Linked DNA regions of Gossypium hirsutum: region 1 is linked to region 2. The links are chromatin contacts, called in public Hi-C maps. All regions are on one chromosome and are shown on one strand. The core of a region is the stretch at or near the end of the contact, and the rest is flanking DNA. Distances in the headings are between cores, read along the strand shown. Region 1 has its middle 13 kb from the start of LOC107952367. Region 2 has its middle 9.5 kb from the start of LOC121217575.

What was found. A called contact is a pair of places that touch in the nucleus more often than the background predicts.
Region 1: a Hi-C map of leaf shows a contact between it and region 2, with 2.4 times the contacts expected there. The contact joins two enhancer-like sites. A contact is called at or near these places in 2 of 34 Hi-C or Micro-C datasets (callus and leaf).

What each region holds. Positions count from the first base shown.
Region 1 is chrA02:83,260,547-83,266,158 of Gossypium_hirsutum_v2.1, forward strand. No RefSeq gene overlaps it. Among protein-coding and RNA genes, the nearest start is that of LOC107952367, 13 kb to the left of the region's middle. Within about 2 kb of position 1,950, at least 5 of the 9 cell types and tissues checked have an H3K27ac peak or open chromatin away from gene starts, as enhancers often do. A contact at or near this core is called in leaf, where this site is marked.
Region 2 is chrA02:83,179,739-83,185,257 of Gossypium_hirsutum_v2.1, forward strand. No RefSeq gene overlaps it. Among protein-coding and RNA genes, the nearest start is that of LOC121217575, 9.5 kb to the left of the region's middle. Within about 2 kb of position 1,648, at least 6 of the 9 cell types and tissues checked have an H3K27ac peak or open chromatin away from gene starts, as enhancers often do. A contact at or near this core is called in leaf, where this site is marked.

The sequences.
Region 1 (5,612 bases), core at 700-3,199, 81 kb after region 2:
TTCGTATTTTAAAAAATATTTTTTATTTTCTATTTTTTGAAAATTAAAAAACATGTTTGATAAATAAAAATTAAAAATTATTTTCAATAATAATAATATTAAAATGTGTTTGGTACCCTGCAGGCGAATATAAACAAAATCATTGATAGCCAGGGTAGCATTTACGTGGGAAAAAAGCTTAAAGCTATGAGATTGAAGCTTGGTAATCTGTTGGATAAAAAGGAGAAGTATTGGGCTCAACGGTCTAGGATCAATTGGTTAGAGGGGGACAAGAATACTCGGTTTTTTCACATTAGAGCCACGAATAGAAAGAAAAAAACAACAACATTGCTAGACCTAAAGATATGAATGGATACTGGAGAGAGAACACAGCGGATATATGTAAGGCGATCAGTGAGTATTTTCAAAATTTATTCTAGTCAAATTTAAATTCTAATACTGTGCTAAACCTTGACTATGTAGAGAGATGTATTTCAAGGGAGGTTAATGACAGACTGCTGAAGAATTTTACAGATAACGAAATTAAGGAAGCTTTTAGTGAAATGGATCCTAGGAAAGCCCTGCGAATTGACGGTTTGTCAGGGAATTTTTTAGAGAAAACTGGGAAGTGGTGGGGGAGGATATTATTAAGTTGTGTCATGATATTCTTAGGGGTGTGAAAAATGTGGATTGTTTAAATGACACTATTATTGTTTTAATTCCTAAAACTAAAGAGCATGTGGATATGACTAATTTTAGGCCGATCAGTTTTTGTAGGGTAGTGTACAAAATCGTCGCCAAATTGCTTCCAAATCGTCTGAAGGAGACACTCCCGTTATGCATTAGCCAAAATCAGAGCACCTTTGTTCCGGGGAGGATGATCCACGACAACATTTTAATTGCCCATGAGCTAGTCCATTATCTCCAAAGTGCAAAGAATGGGCCTAACAAAGGTTTTGTAATTAAGCTTAATATGAGCAAAGCATACGATCGGGTGGAGTGGACTTTTATTGAAGAGGTATGAAAAAAATGGGCTACGCAAATGATTGGGTGACTAAAATAATGAGATGCATTCGATCGGTCCATTATGTTGTCAAATGCAATTATACCCTATCCGAGACAATTAGGGGATCCTCTTTCTGCTTACCTATTTTTATTTTGCATGGAAGCGTTTTCAAAGCTGTTAATTCGTGCTAAAAAAACAATATGCTTAAGGGAATTCAGGCTAGCATAAATGGGTCTCGTATTAATCATCTTTTTTTTGTCAACAACGCACTCTTTTTTTATTCGTAATAGAAAAAGGGATGCGGAGGAATTGTTAATATTATTGCAAATTTTAATTATGATTCGGGCCAAGAGGTAAATAAGGACAAATCTATGATTATGTTTAGCCTGAAAACCCCGTTGGCCCAAAGGCAACTACTTAGTTTTATGATTGGCTTGCGTATTGTTGATAAGCTACCTAAGGTTACCGTTACCTGTTAGTAGAAAAAAATCATTAGCTTTTACTAACATTATTAATCAATGCAGTTGCAGAATAAACATTGGTCAAAACGCTAGCTATCTTACGGAAGGAAAGAGGTTTTCATGAAAGCCATTATTCAGGCTATTTCGACTTATGCTTTCTCAGTCTTTCTGGCCCCAAAAGGCATTATTGAGGACCTTTATTCACAAATGGATTGGATGTGGTGGACTAATAATGACAAGACTCGTGGCTGGGCTATGATGGCTTGGAATAGGCTTTGTTACCCAAAGGGAATGGGAGGTATGGGCTTTCAAGATTTACATCTGTTTAACTTGGCATTATTAGGTAAACAAGTTTGGAGACTTATGACTCAAAAGGATGCTTTATGTTTTAAAGTGTTAAGTGCCAAATATTTCTCGGATGGTGACGTGTTCAGATACAAACAATGTGATAAACTGTCTTTCACCTGGGCGAGTATTGCTAAGGCGATTGAAGTGTTAAAGGACGGCTTTATATAGCAAGTGGGCGACGGTGTCACGATTGATATTAGGCGGGATCATTGGGGGGTTGAAGGCATCAAAGGTGAGTCGGTTTGTCGGTCCACTTTTACTAATGATGAAAGAAAAGTCAAAGATCTTTGGGACCACAACAACAGGCGGTGAAAAAGGGATAGGGTTATTGAGATTTATGGCAAATATTATAGAAAAAATGATAAGGTTGACCTTTGGGTCGTTTTTCCTTTAAAAAAAATGAAACATGAGAAATAAAAAAAATTCTACATTTATATGGATTCAAATCAATATGTCATACAATGGCATTTTTTGAGATTAAGTTTTGAGAGGCCTTAAAGTCATCTAAAAAGTTCAAAAAAAAATTAAATAAATTAAAGTTTCTCAAAATTTTGAAGAGTCAAGGCCCCTTAAGCTCCATAAAGATCTACCCTTGATACCATATTTAATATTTAAAAAACAAATAATTTACAAATTAAATCACCAAACATAACATCTATTTTCATATACATTATAAAACTTTAATTTAATCCATTTAACTTTATTATTAATAATTTAAGTCCGTGAAATTTGTTTATCATAAAATTGGCTCAAGGATTTTACACATAAGTTTTATAAGTTATTTGTATTTTCTCAAACATTTGATTTGGGTAAATTATTATTTATTTTATTTACTAAAAATTTTTAATCCATGCCTGAATATTCAATATTTTTATGATTTTTATTTTGATTTGTAACTAGAAAAACATGTTAGAGGGCTTTTTAAAGATTTTTTTTTGTCTACCAGAAACATGTACATTTATTATTTCAAAAGTAAAAACAAATCAACCTAACTAAAGATGAGTCCATGTACAAGATTGGAGTTGATCATGGATCGGATTATTCGTTCATGCTCGAAACCTTACTCAAAAAATGGAAGGGTTTGAATAAAAATATAGGTCCAAAAAATAGACTTGACAAAAATAAAACCTATTTTCTTATCTTTCTATTGTTGTTCTAAGTCCCAGTATCAAAATGGTTTTTGTCTATGATGTATATTGTTTTTTTTCTATCTTTCCATAAAAACTTTCATACTAACTTTTTTCTCTCTTTTTGACTCAATGACTAATTCATAAAATTTTAATTTAAGTTTATTTTTGTAACACCCCTAATTTTAGGGTTAGGAGTTTTGAGATTTATAAGTAGGGTTAGTGGCTAGATCAGAAAATTGGGTTCGAGTCCTTGTGTGTGTTTTGAGAAATTTTTTTTATGCAACTTCAATTTTTTTTTAAATTAAAAATATTTACTTATTTATTTTTAATTGTATTTTTATTATTTTGGGAAAAGGAAGTAAAATTTTCTTTTTCATTTTTCACGTTCTCTTTTTCCTCCGTCACACTTTTTTTTTCTTTTGCTCTTCTTCTTCTTCTTCTTTTCTTAATTCTTTTTCGCACAATCAATTTTCTTTCATTTTCTTCTTGGATTGTTTTTGTTGCATCGGTTCGTTTACATATTTTTTGGTCGAAAAAAGCTTCAGATTCGTATTGAGGTTATCGACGTGTGTTGATTGAGCTCGAGGCATTTTGATTATGAATCAGGTGCGGGATTCGAACCTTATCTAATTTATTTGTGAATTGTTGATTTGACAATTCTTGTATGTGCTCTAAACCATTGATTTTGGGTATTTAGTTGTTGAGGAACTATGGAGAATACTGCGTATTTCGTTATAGTTTTGTTATAGCAAAGGTTAGGGACTGATTTGATGGCTAAAACGACAATTTCGGCCTGTTCCGGTGTGGTTTCATGACCACACGGGTGGCCAAACGGGCGTGTGCATTTTCATACGGCCGTGTGGAATTAGGAATTAGGATTTTTAGGCAAGATTAGCTACCATACTGCCTGGCCATGTAGCCGTGTGGCTAATTTGGGGAAATTAGTCGACATTCACACAATCGTGTCCCTTGGGCACATAGGCATGTGAATTTGGGAATTAGGGTTTGGGTGTTTTAGTGCCACACAACCGTGTGGCTAATTTGGGGATTTAGAGATCTCACACGAGCGTGTGTTAGACATACGACTGTGTCTGGTGGGCACACAATCGTGTGAGACTCTTACATGGTAAGCACAATTGGACTGAGAGTCACATGGCCATGTCACTAGCTCACACAGGTATGTGCCTCCTCCCACAGGGCATGTCTCCCCCTCATATGGACGTGTTGACCCTACACGGCTGAGACATTTCCACATGGCCAAAGCACATGGCCATGTGGCCCTAAGTCACCAATTTTAGTTCTGTGTATGTTTTTTATCTGAAAATGTGTCTGTGTGTTCTGGCCATTGGCTAAGATTTAGTGAGGGTTGTTAACACTCTAATCTGGGTTTCAGCTTATGTGTTATTTGTGACTGTTGTGCGAGATATCTGATTTTGAACCCGGTTAGCTGGGTGTATGCATGTTTGTTTTTGTTTGATTGTCTATCGATGTGTTCATTATTTCTGTGAGGTTGTAAGCATACATGCACTTGCATAAAGTAAATTTTTGGGTTGGTTTTGAAGAGAAGGAAGACTAATTCTGATCTGATCTGGCAGTTTAACTGCAAAATTATCGGTACAGCGGTTTATCGCACTATACCGTATGTACGTCAGCTTTGTTGCGTACTATTATGTGATCTGGCAGTTTAAACTATAATATGTCTGTATAGTGGTTTACCGCAATGCACTGTACTACATATACACCAGCCTTGTTGCGTATTATTATCTGAGTGGCTTAGTCCACATACATGGTGTGTAAGGTTGGATGGGTCATTCGAGGTCCTATGTGGTGTGTTAGGTTGGATGAGCTTAAACAACTCTTTTGGAGTGTAATAGGGGGACGGAGGGGTGTTTTGGCCGGATGGGTGGGTTTTTTTAATACTTAATTATATTCATATGCATATGGATGTGAGCTATTTGACTATAATCTGTCTGTTCTTCATAACATTTATGACTGATTTTGCATGCATTGAGGTGTTAGCGTAGTGACATTTTGGATTGTGATGATAAGTATTTTTGTATCGACCAATTGACGGGTTTATCTGTTGAGTGTTCTGTGTGTGAGTTGGTGTGCTTTGACTGTTACGTTTATTCGGGATGTTGGTTCCAAGTTTGTTTTCTGTTTCTGCGTATCTCTGTAAGTACTTTTCATTATTGAACTACTGTTTGGTTTCTGATCTGTAATTCCATTGTTAGATACGTTTTGAAATCGCACTGAGCTTATGTAGCTCACCCCATAGTGTTTCCCCTTGCAGGTACATTTTTGAATTCTGATGCTGGACTCGGTATGTGAAGGTCTCGGATAGTCACGGTTAAAAATAGGCTTTAATAGTATTTTTAATTATTTTTAAGTTTATAAATTAAACACTATGAATTGTAAGTACTTTTTTGAAAACTATGGTACGAAATTTTGTGTTTTATGCACGTAAGTGTCATTGGGATTGTATTTTCTTTTGAAATATTAGGATTTTATAACTGAGAATTTTACGTAAATTAAATACTGCAATTTTTTTCGCTTTGTTAAACTAAAATTTTTCTACAATCACTTCGGTGATCAATGTGACCTCTGAAATTCGGCCAAAATTTCTAGGCCAGTTTTGGGGTGTTACAATTTTATTTTACAACTGATTGAAGTTATGATTTTTTTTAG
Region 2 (5,519 bases), core at 398-2,897:
TTATTATCTGAATTGTATGATAAATATTTAACTTGTTCTTAATTATGTGTTCTTAATTCTTGTTTTGATATTCCAGGATATTGATTCAAGTTAAGCTCTTATTTAGAGGAGGAATAAACCTTATCTAAGAGTAAATTTGTCATAATTAAGCGGAGTTTATTGCGTGCCTAGAGATAGGGTGACAAGATTTTTTCGGATTAGGGTGAAACCTAATAAGGGAATCCATAGATCGAGTTAATGCAATTCTAGGGTGTTAATTAGAAAGAGATTTCAATTATTCAACTTAGGGTTAGACGTTATTAATCTCGAGAGAGATAATAATATAACTTAGGGATTTTTACAGATCAAATCAAATTAATAAATTGTCTAATTCAGAGTCAAATAACAAGTCAAGTCTAGGTGGATTTGTCCTTAGGTATTGTCTCAATCAATCAAATTTTCCCCAAAAGTATTTTCCCAAGTTTTTCTTAGTTAGTAATTAGTTTAGACAACCAAACCTCTTAATTAAATTTTAGGCAAGATAATAAAAAGGAAGTAAATACTAGTACTCGTAGTTCATTTGGGTTCTACAATCCGGTCTTGCTGAACTATACTACTGTTTGATAGGTACACTTGCCTCAATTGTGATAATAAGTAGTCTCAAGAACGTTTTATTTATAAATCTTTAAAACATGTTACGAATATCACGCATCATTGTCCCTTTTAACCCTTTCTCAGAATTTCTTCTCAAAATTCGGCACTTAGACCAATCCAATTTCTTAATTCATATATAAATCTTAATATAAATCCTTGTGTGATTGGAGTTATAGTTTTGCCCCTGAATTTTGGAAACTTTTAATTTAGTCCTTGTACTTTCAAATCTTTTCAATTTAATCCCAAAAGTGATTTTCACCAAAGTAATTCATATTCCATTTATCCTTATTTCAAATAGGCAATAAAAACTTGTATTTTCCTTTTTGGCTAACTTTGCATTTTAGTTCTTGAAATTTTCAAAATTTATGATTTAGTCCTTTTATCACATTTCCGCTTCTAAATTTCTTTTTGTTAAATCCATCTCAATTATTAACTTTGATTCTTTAAGATTCATTTATCCAACTTATTTTTCAAATTTCTCACTGATCGGAATAGTACCATGTGTCCAACTAAAAATTTTGGAATGTTACATCCTTCTTTCGTCATTATAGGGTTTGGTGTGCTATATATACTATATATAAAAATTAAAATAAATATTCAACGGTGAAGTTTTAATGAAAAAATTGTTTTACTCTCTCGTCTAACTAATTTAGTATGTTTTTAATTAGAAAAAAAAAACACTAAAATGTAATCCAAATACGGGGTTTTGTGGTGAAATGCTGTAGGCTATTTTAGGGCATGCTATAATTATAATTGAGGTTGAAGTTGACATGATTTTAATAATAAAATGGAGAGAATAAATTGAAAATAAATAAAATTGTGTGTGGTTAATGGTTTTGAGTGGGCTCTAAAATTGAAAGGTGACGAACTTATCCTCTTTTTATTATTTTTTCAAATTTAATTTAAAATTCAGATAAAATTTTTAAAAATAAAATAACAAGATAATGCCGAATGTATGGATATGCCAGCATTACATTTTGACAATGACCTATCTAAGCAAACTAGCTAGCCAGGTGCATCCCAATTTTCATCCAACCCACTTTACATTATTTATTTCTCTTCTTTTCAAAAGTTTATCTTTAATTCCAATAGTTAATTAATGAATTGATGTATTGGCTGTCATGGAATCATTATCCTCAAAAAAGCCTAATCCATTTATTCTTTTATATACATATATATATTTGAAGTTCTTTTTCCTGGGTATTATATAAATCTAAATCTTGTTCAGTTCTACGCTTCATGCTTGTTTCTGTAGTCATGAGAAATGGTGAAGAAGATGATCAGAAAGAAATGTTTGACTACTCTCCAGGTTATGATGATGATGAGTTGATGAACATGGAAAATGGTGATCAAACTGCAACTTCTAAATCATCCATGGAAGACTATTCAAGAACTTGATCTTCATCCTCAGACCTGGTAGATGATGCATCTTCTTCATCAACTTCAATTTTGTCCACCAATTGTAAAGGACCTTTATATGAATTATCACAACTCATGGCTCAACTTCCTATCAAGTTAGTAAATTTACATATCTATATATAACATGAAGAATAATGGGAAGATTTCAAAGTTTCTTAACCTTGAGTGATTGGTTGCAGGAGAGGACTTTCAAAGTATTTCGAGGGAAAGTCTCAGTCGTTCACATGTCTGACAAGTGTTAAAAACATACAAGATTTTGCAAAGAAAGAAACTCGTTACAAGAAGAAAATGAAAGCATGTAAAAGGTATGGGGGTGGATTAATGGGGGATACCCATAAATTGTATACTCTTCCAAAGCCCACCATTTCAAAAAAAGTCTCGAGAAATTCTATGCCAGCCTTGTGTTTGGCAGCCAAAACAAGTTGCAGTCGGCCCCCTCTATCTCATCTACAACGTAACAACTTTTCATCTGTTTAGGGCTTTTAGATCAAACTGACATATGTTATCTTTCCTTAAATTATAGTTAAAAATATTCCAATGACCTTGTTGTCTTCAGAATATATATAGCATATTAACATTCTTGGTGCACTGATACCCGAAGATAAATTATAATAAGATATCATAACACCATACGATGTTTTGAAGATGAAGATAAAGAAAGCATATATATATATATATATTCAGGGAAAGCTTTCTTGATCTTCATCTTCAAAACAAGTAGATATAAAGATGATACGGTTAAAAATTGGAAGTAACTAAGGATTAGTGTATTACAATGATCACTTTGTGCAAATTAGAATACAACAGATCTATAGTAATCAGAAAGGCTTTAAAAGAGCTGATGATTGGTCTTACAATCATCACTTCTTAGATGAACAATACAGGCTATGTTCTTTGGAGTTAAGTATATATGAATGTTGGAGGGTTGAAGTTTGAAATTTTGTTTAGGGGTCAAAATAAATTTGTAAAATATTGGGAGGGTCAAAGTTAAATATATTGTGTTAAAAATACTTAAATTAAATTTTTTATTTTATAGAGGGGCAAAATTTTGAATTTTTCCATTTAACTAAAGGCTTGAATTTAAGATTTTACTTATTAAAAGGCCTTATATAGCAATTTGATCATTTGACTAAGGTCCATGCCTGCTCCTCTCACTAGGCATTTGAATGTTGGTTTATATATATATTACCTTGATTGAACGAAAAAGAAAAAAATATGAATGTTAGATACGAATATATATATTTCTCTCTTGAGTATTTGTAAAATATAATTATTTTCATCTTATATTTGAAGTGTTATTAACTAAAATTTCTAAAATTTTTATTGTTGGGAAGGCTACAATAGTTCAAAGAAATGTAAATGAATTTCTTCTCAGACTAAGTTCGAATTTTGAAGTCGTCATTATTGAGAGAAATTTATTTGTATATTGTCTCTGATCTAAATAAAACTGATATCAAACCTTAAAATAAATAGACACATATGATTAAACCTAAAGAAATGTCATTAAAACAACATATCCACGCATTCATGTATAAAAATTTGTCCTGCTTTGAGAAAAATAAAGAAGGTTCGAATTCTAAAGCTTAAAACAATGGTGCTTTGGTCAACTGGGATACCTAAAACTGGGATATAAGTGGTTTCAAAACATCACCGTCTATAATACAGAAAACAGTGTCGGGGATGATAATGCTTAATATAGTTTAATGAAATTTGAGGAAAAGGCATATATCATCAAGAAAAACAATTGAAATCTAATATAAATATAAGTGATGATGCATTAAACCTATACATTGATAGTAGTGCATTAAATATTAATTCATACATATATATATATATATTATAACATATGTAGATGCTTATATGGATAATCTCTTTAATACTTGAATACTTTTTTTAAATAACCCCTAATAAAAAAAATATTTTGAGTTAAAAAAATATGGCATAATGTTAAATTTAGTCCTTGACGTTTATATCTTTTATCAATTTGGTCCTTATTCTCTTTTTGAGCTAAATTTGGCTCTCAACTTAAAAATAAATAAATCAAATTTGACCATCAACCTTTTAAAAAAGAGTGGAAATGATGTTTTTTTAACGAGAATAATAATTAAAATGATCAATTTTAAACAAGTTGACCTGTATGACAGTCCACGTGTACTCCAAGCTAGTTTTTTTTATGAACTTTTTAAATTTTTTAAATTTTTAATTTGATTTTTTATTTTTATAGTTTTTAAATTATTTGTCAACGTAACATATAAGACAAATTATGTTAGGTTAGCATTATGTGCACATAGACTAACAAACAAGTTGTCAAGCCAACAACGTTAAAAGTTGATGTTTTAGTCATCATTTATGTTAAAAAAGTGTTTTGTGTTATGAATGAGATTAAGTCGATGTTCATTATAATTAACCTTTCACCTTTCACCTTTCACCTTTTTGTAAGCCCTTTCCTATTTATGTATTATAAAATGAGGAGTCTAATCTCCCTATATATATAGTATACTACTTGTAATGATGATGGAAAAGAAGAGAAATGCAATAGAAATGTCCCTTTATTTTCAGCTATTATTATTGTGTTCTTTACATTATTATTATTTTATAACATGCTATCAGCACGAGCTTGCCTTATAGTATTCAATATTATGTTGGAAAACAAGCAATCTAGATGTATAACGTCCTTGTTGAAGCAATAATCCTAAGGTATGTGATTTTCTATACTTGCTTGAAAGATTTTGAGATTTCAATATTCTTAATGAAAAAAAAGTTAAAAATGATGCTCAATTTTTCCTTCATATTTAAGTATGAATTTATGTTTTATATATTTCATGGTATGCTTGTTTATGATCTAAGACTTTGAATAAGATTGAAATATCAACAACTTCTCAATATTTTTGCTCAAATATGTATATCTTTTATAACATATGTCATTGATATGATAACTACATTGCCTATTAGATTATTTCTAATAAAGCCACACATGATTTGTGAGTATAAATGAATTTGACTTTTTTTTATAGACAAAGCAAAAACCATTGTTTTTGTCCAACATCAGCTACATGAAGGATTAAAAGTGGAATATCTAATTGCGAAAAATTCTCTTAACTCTTGAACTGCGTAATAATTTAAAAGAATGATATAACCATTAGAAAATGATAATACTCTTTAAAACTTGTTATGATTGAAATATTTTATGTGCTCCTGTAGCAACAATATTGTGAAAAAACTTTAAAAAGTATTTTAAAATGATCTCATGCCTTCTAATGAAAAATGTTTCATTATCTGAAGTGAATGTAATAATACATAACAATTATGAATAATCCAAATATAGAGATCGTGGTTCTCGTTGTAATTGAGGATGTGGTTGGAGACATATTAATAATTGTTACCATGGTAGTTATAATAGTGGTACTTTATGCTACCAATATGATATTAAAATGCATTGATCACATACCTATCGCATGTGTAAGCAT